Linked DNA regions of Mus musculus: region 2 is linked to region 1. A link is a contact called in public HiChIP or PLAC-seq data. All regions are on one chromosome and are shown on one strand. The core of a region is the stretch at or near the end of the contact, and the rest is flanking DNA. Distances in the headings are between cores, read along the strand shown.

What was found. HiChIP or PLAC-seq counts read pairs in DNA pulled down with a chosen protein or histone mark.
Region 2: a CTCF HiChIP or PLAC-seq map of the NIH/3T3 cell line shows a contact between it and region 1, with 6 read pairs. The contact joins two enhancer-like sites. A contact is called at or near these places in 2 of 15 datasets of contacts at CTCF or cohesin (the NIH/3T3 cell line and large pre-B cells), 2 of 484 Hi-C or Micro-C datasets (bone marrow-derived macrophages and embryonic fibroblasts) and 2 of 115 datasets of contacts at active chromatin or transcription factors (extraembryonic endoderm stem cells and trophoblast stem cells).

What each region holds. Positions count from the first base shown.
Region 1 is chr7:84,027,605-84,031,104 of GRCm38.p6, reverse strand. All of the region lies in intron 1 of Cemip (cell migration inducing protein, hyaluronan binding), which reads left to right. Among named protein-coding and RNA genes, the nearest start is that of Cemip, 57 kb to the left of the region's middle. Within about 2 kb of position 1,799, at least 105 of the 459 cell types and tissues checked have an H3K27ac peak or open chromatin away from gene starts, as enhancers often do. A contact at or near this core is called in the NIH/3T3 cell line, where this site is marked.
Region 2 is chr7:84,354,016-84,357,515 of GRCm38.p6, reverse strand. It overlaps Arnt2 (aryl hydrocarbon receptor nuclear translocator 2), which reads left to right. Exons shown (of 19, transcript NM_007488.3): 3 at 2,949-2,996. Among named protein-coding and RNA genes, the nearest start is that of Gm30873, 19 kb to the right of the region's middle. Within about 2 kb of position 1,690, at least 26 of the 459 cell types and tissues checked have an H3K27ac peak or open chromatin away from gene starts, as enhancers often do. A contact at or near this core is called in the NIH/3T3 cell line, where this site is marked.

The DNA of each region.
Region 1 (3,500 bases), core at 550-3,049:
CCGCAGCTCCTTATCTTGGCTGCCTTTCATTCTTTTCTCCCACTGTTGAACTTCTCATTTCCCCAAACCCTTTTTGTGCTACCATGTTCACTGATCATTAGTCAATAACTCTCCAGAGAAGTCTTGTCCTGCTGGGCAGCGAGGGGCAGACCAGCAGACAAAGGTTGAGGAATTTGAGGACAAAGGGAAGCTATGGCTCTGGTTGGGTGTGGAGAGGGTTACAATCCTGGAGATACTGAAAGGAGACTTTAGAGAAGATAAGATCAAAAAAACCAGGAAGTAAGGAGATGAATTCCTGAGACCTGTGGAGGACAACACAGAAGATGAGTATCAGGGATGAGTGTGTGGGGAGAGATCCAGGAAGCAACCTACTCTGTTCAGGTTAGTGTTCAGGCCATCAACTGAAATTGAAAACAGAGGAGAGAGTTTGGCTCGTGGGGTGATGCTCTGGACTGGGCAAGAGGTTTGAGACACACAGAAGGACGTGGCTGGTAACCAGGACAAGTCTAGTGAACCAGTAGAAGAACACTAGGCATCTCCATGGCCTGTCAGGAAAACTACCATGCATATCCCACTGTTCTAGGTTCTGAGGGTCAGAATGAAGAGAAGGAGGAAACTAACAGTTCCCGGGGCTTGGAACTAGTAAGTAGAGTTAGGCTAAATCTTTGACTGTCTTAGCCTTGTCTGTTTCCAGCCCACACATGCTGTGCTCCTGTGAGGCTGGGTGTGCTTACATTCACTCAGCAGTCAAAGACACCAGGCCTGAGGAAGCTCCTCTCACCTGTACCTCCCGGCTCTGTGTGTGGCATGGAGGGCACAAAGTGTGAGTAGGAGCAGCTGTGAATTTTACAATCTGAAAGATTTTCTCCTTACCCCCACCCCCTTACCCTCTCACTCAGTTCCTGGCAGTCCAGCCTAGGCTCAGGAGAAAGGCCCCTTATACATGCTGACAAGAGTCAGGCACAAATGATTTAGAGACTGCAGCCACTTGGCAGAGAGGGAGAGGGAGAGAGGGAGAGAGGGAGAGAGGGAGAGAGGGAGAGACGGAGAGACGGAGAGAGGGAGACAGGGAGACGGAGACAGGGAGACAGGGGGACAGGGAGACAGGGAGACGGGGAGACGGGGAGACAGGGAGACGGGGAGACAGGGAGAGGGAGAGAGGGAGAGGGAGAGAGGGAGAGGGAGAGAGGGGGAAGGAGAGGGAGAGGGAGAGGGAGAGGGAGAGGGAGAGAGGGAGAGGGAGAGGGAGAGGGAGAGAGGGAGAGGGAGAGAGGGAGACTTATAACCTTACAGATGGCAAATCTAAGGCAAGGAGGAGGAACAGGAATTACCCAAGGGCTCCTGTGAATTTGAAACATGGCCAGGTGAAGATGGAAGACAATACTGGGAAGCTGGCCAGACATCTATCTCCAGAAGGCATGCCACCAAGGCCTTTGCCCTATAGCCATGCTAATGGGCCCTCACTTCACCCACTGTAGCCTAGAGAGCAGCTGGTCAGTAGGCGTGGACTTCCTCCTCCTGTGACCACTCTCCCTTTTGCAAGACAAATTGAAACTGTCCTGGGCTTCTATGCCTGAGGTTTCCACCCACCAGCCTGTATTGCCTGGCAACATATGCCCTAGGATCCTTAGTGCATCTGGAGAAATGAAGCCCAGGCCAGAAAAAAAAAAGCCATTAAAATAAGCAGAATGCCAGGGTGGAGGGGGTGGGAACAGCTGCAGTCTTCTTCCTAAGCTTAGGCAGGTTACAACTCTGCCTGTTCCTTCCTCTCTGGGCTTTTTGGATGACCACAGCCTCCATGGTATAAGAATGCTACTGAAAGCCACCCCCAGGGTGACTCACAGGCTGTGGCAGCCTAGAGAGGAATTTCTACTCCGTTCACTTGGAGCTTTTTAAAGCCAGTTGAACCCAGCCAGCTGCTGTACAGGACACCCTTTATTTCCTGTGTCCCTACCCTACCTCAATGCCTGCCGATACAGAGTAGCAGGGGTTTGGGTGGAATGAGCAGGTGACTCCCAGACATCGGAGATATTCAGAGATGCTGGAGGCTTCCTACTCATTCTAGAATCCAGCAAGGCATGGAACCCAGACAAGTGCAGCCTCTGTTGGGTGAGCAGGACACTAGAACACAGTGAGACGCATGTCCAGTTCTCAGCATTAGAAATATCCTCTAAGTTGCCTACCTAGTCTAGAAGCATTTATTGGGAAGTGACTTTAAACTGATATATGGGTGGCATGAGATTACAGTACAGAGACCTGTTATTAGTCCCTGAGTACACAGGGTGCTGACATTCATCTCCCTGCAGGTTCTGGTTCCCTGGTCTCTTTCTCCTCACTCTCCCTCCATGGTCTTTGTCTAGGGAGGACAGGTGTCCTCCCAAAACATTTTTCCTGGACTGATTTTTAGCTTGGTTGAGTCTAGGACACCATATATTCCAGGCTTTAACATTCTGTGTTGACTTTGGCAGCGACTGTGGGGCAGACAGGCCAGAACGGAGGTGGAAAGTCTTGTAAGTGAGCTAGACAGAATCACCAGGCGGGGCCACATTGAGCCAGAGGAAATAGAAGAACACTGAGCCTAGAAGTCTTGTGCAAAGATGCACCTGATAATTTGTGACGAAAGCAGACATTCCAGGACCTGCTCTGCTATCCAGAGCTGGGAGAGTTCCCTGCTACACCCCTTCTATCCAACCTATCTGCACCTCAGTCTGACCCTGTCCTGGTTGTGCATACCCTCTACTACACCCACCTGATTCAGGGGGCAGGGATTCTATACCCACCCACATGGATCCAAGTCCCCACAACAACCATTAATTTACTTTAGGCCAGACCAGGTGGCAGAAGGAAGGAAAAACCAGGAAAAGACCATCAGAACATATTTTCTTTCTTTCTTTCTCTCTCTCTCTCTCTCTCTCTCTCTCTCTCTCTCTCTCTCTCTCTCTCTCTCTCTGTCTTCCTTCCTTCCTTCCTTCCTTCCTTCCTTCCTTCCTTCCTTCCTTCCTTTCTTCCTTTCTTCTTTGTTTTCCTAATCCTTCTGTAGCACCAGGCCCATAGGTATTCTGCTGTGGAGTTAGATGCATTCCCCACCCCAGCCCACACACACCTGCATAAACTCACACACAGGGTTCAGAGTGTGACATACATCTTCAAGGCCACGTCAGCCACTCACTTTGCCCTCTCTTCTCCAGACCAAGTGCATAGGTCCTGCAGGTAGCCCTATTGCCAGGCCTCTGAATTCAGTCCTTTTTGTCACACTCACCATGGCATTCTGTGGCAGTAATTTACTATGTCACTTGTTATTCATTTGCTTTGGTGATTGATTGATGTTATCTACCCCCCAGGAAAGTGCAAGCTCTAAGAAAACAGAAAACAGGGCCGGCCGCTCTGTTAGATACTGATTCTCTAGGGCCAAATCTAGTGCTGATAAGTAGTAGGTATTCTATCAATGATTCCCAAGTGAGGAGTTGGGGGACTTTGGAATGAGACGAAGCAAAAATTAA
Region 2 (3,500 bases), core at 441-2,940, 330 kb before region 1:
TTAGCGGTCTGTGTGTGTGTGTGTGGCATTGCTGAGGGACTAGTGAAACTGAGTGGCTCTAAATACTCATATGGGGCTTCTGATTTATCTCCTAGACTGGACCCACTTTATTTGCCTTTCAAACTATTAACAGGATTGCTGTCTAAGTGTGAGTTGACGCTCACACAAGTGGCAGGGGTAGTTTCTCTCTATGCTGTATGTATGTGATTGCATACATACTCGTGGGTGGGAAGGTACTGTTTCTCTCCATTCTACATGTGTATGATTGTATACACACTTATAGGTGTTGGGTATAGCTTCTCTCCATGTTACACAGTATGATTGCACACGTTCTCAGGTAGGAGCCATAGTTTCTTGGTCTTTAATTTTTCATATACAAGTCATGACTCCAGGTTTCCAATGAACTCCAGTAGACTCAGGATCTAGACCACCCTTTTCTTTCACCTGATGCTGGCCTGATCCGAAGCTTGCCTAGCAGGGCTGGAACCCTTTACTACACCACTCAGTTCTTCCTATATCTATTCTGTAGGGTATTGAGTAAAGAAAACTCTGTCAAAATGAGGATGACAAACTATCCTGACTTGCTTGTGACTGTTTCAGCACCAAAGTCCTGGAGTCCAAGAAGACCTGCCCTTGGTCACTCCAAGCATCTCATTGATCTTTAGGCCTGGATTGAGGGCCAACTAGTCAGTTATGTTTTGTAGGAGTTTGCTTATTTATTATAATCCTATCAAAGGCCCTTGAGATGGCTCAGTGGTATGGGCACTTGCTGCCATGCCTAATGACCTAAGTTACATAACCATATCCACAGATAGAAGGAGAAAGCCTAATCTCTCACATGTCCTCTATCTCCACAGGCAAACGCAAGAGTGGAAGAGCTTGCTCTTTCTCGAGCGTGCTCTGCTCTCTCTCTCTCTCTCTCTCTCTCTCTCTCTCTCTCTCTCTCTCTCAATGTTACAGAAGCTGTGATATCAAATTGAACTGAATGGGATTTTAAAAATAACTGTGTATATTACACCTATTTACGGTTTTGATGAATCCAGGCACAAATCATTTGGAATTTTGAAAACGTAGGTAGTTTATGAAGGCAGAAAAGGTGATCTTTCCCTTTACAAGCACTAGGTGGCAGTGTGGCTCTGCAAAAATGCAACTGACCTCAGTTAAACATTTTTGGTGGTTATTTTCCACAGGCAATTTCCAGGAAGGTGAGATGATAGCTTAGTAATTATACAGGATATTAATGAGCTTTCTTTATTTAGAATTCCCACATTCAGCTCCATTTGTCCTGTAGACAGCTCTGGCCCAGGGCTGAACTTCCAAAGCCATGCTGTGGAGAGCGATACATGGTCATCTCGCGGGTGACATGCATGTGGTCTTCTGTCTTTTCCCTTCATCCTGTCCATCTCCGTTCCTCTTTGTACAGAGGAATTTCTTTCATCACAACTGCCATTTTTGTTGTGAGGACAGTTGGGTTTTGAGGACCAAGGATCTAAGTGGATGAGGGATCCCGTCAGGGAATTCTGGACATGTCAACTCAGGCTGCACTGCATATAATCCAGAGCAAAGACATGCAAAAGCTGTCCTCATTCCCTTCATTTTGCCGTATCTGATCCTAGTTCCTAGGTCCCTCGAGTTCTTGCTTAGCCACACATCTCACTGGGGCTCATCTTGAGGTATGTGGACAAGTATGCTCTTTATGTGTAACATGACTGCCTCCTGGTGGCCTGGGTGCCCCATGCATTTCCTGGGTCACTTATTCAATCCCTCAAAGACTAGGAAATGAAGTTCACCCTCCCTATGAGGGACCAGAAGGTGTGGCCTCTGTAACTGTGGTCTTCTGGCACATACTTCATTCTCTGCTTGTTTATTGTTTGAGCCGAATCTCACTGGGTATTCTCCATTCTCATAATAAACTGCTAAAACATGGAATTCCTCAGACCTCCAGTCAGGCAGCCAGCCTCTCTCCTGCTTGGATCATGAGACTATATCTCACCAAATCCTTCAGGCCTACTAAAAACAAGCAGGGTGATATAGGGTCTGCAGATGGATGCCACACTCAAGAGCCATGCTGACTGCTCATTTCCTACCGCAGAAACTCTGGGTGCACTTGATCATGGTTATGTTCCCCTCTGCCCTAACATCTTCCAACCTGTGTGTGCTGACATCAGAAGCACTTGGGCCTTTAAGAAGGATCATTTGGAGTGTTAGTTCAGTAAGAATTCACCAAAACATTGATATTAACAAGGGGAGGCCCAGCAGAGAAGAATCTCAAGAGTAATTCTGTGAGCTTCAACGAGCAGACAACCAGCTTCAGTGATTTTGGTATCAAAGGCCCATTTCCTCCTCAACAGCCTGTTTGATCCTGGGTGTAACAGGCTGGTTTTCTTGAAGGACCTTTGCCCTGAGGTTGGTAGAGACTCACCAAGTCACAAGCAGTATTCTCAGACAGCTTCACTGTCCCCTGATATTATGTCATCGCCCTTTGAACTTACTGTCTTCCAAATCCCTTGAGCAATATACCATAAAAGTAAGAAATTAAGTGCTGGTATAGAATACATGATGTGGATGGACCCACATACTCCAGGGATGATGGCAGACAAGAAACATTGATGCCTTCACACAACATGGCCTGAGTCATCCATTGGTGACCTGAGAAGCGTCAAAGGGGGACAAGTTGACACTTGAGTATTCCTATTTCTGACCAGAGAACTAATAGTGAGTGTACTGGAGACCTTTTGTTTGTAATTTTTTTCTCTTGAGACTCTGCGGATACTGTTTAGCATGGCCAAAGGTCGGAAGCATTGAGCAGCGATGTGATGGGGTGAAAATTGGAAGCATTGCATAGCGATGTGATGGGGTGAAGACTCCCCTGCGTTCACAGCTCATGTAACCAATTAGAGTCCTCTGAGAGTTATAACTAGTTCTTACCTGTGCCTTTGACTTTCCAGAATGGACTTCGATGACGAAGATGGTGAAGGTCCCAGTAAATTCTCAAGGTGAGTTTATTTTACCTTTCTTAAGCCAGTAGCCAGCAGTCACATGACTGTCATGAACAGGCACTTAGTGCCTTTTGTCACTGAGCAAGCCATTGCCTGATCTCTGGCCCTCTTGTGTACGTCTCATTTAATGCAAGTATTTGGCTTGGTGGCAAGCAACTTAGTAATCCTGAAGTGTCCCAAGCCTAGCCTTGTGGTACATGCTTGAAATCTCAGCACTTGCGAGTATGAGGCAGAAAGATGGCAAATTCAAGATAAACCTAAGGCATAGAGCAAGATTTTGTCTCAAAATAACCCATAGCAAATGTGAGTTCTTAATCCTGTTTGCTTTTAAGTTAAACAGTAACTACTAACTTTAATGGTCTCCCTTTAAAAAAAAATCTTAGGGTTCAAGTATAGAGAGAATTATCAACATGAATCCTGTTTGTTTGTTTTTTTAACTATGGAAAATAAGGAGAAATACAGGAAATATGGAGCCTGTCTGGGTTGGTGTCAAGATCCTGA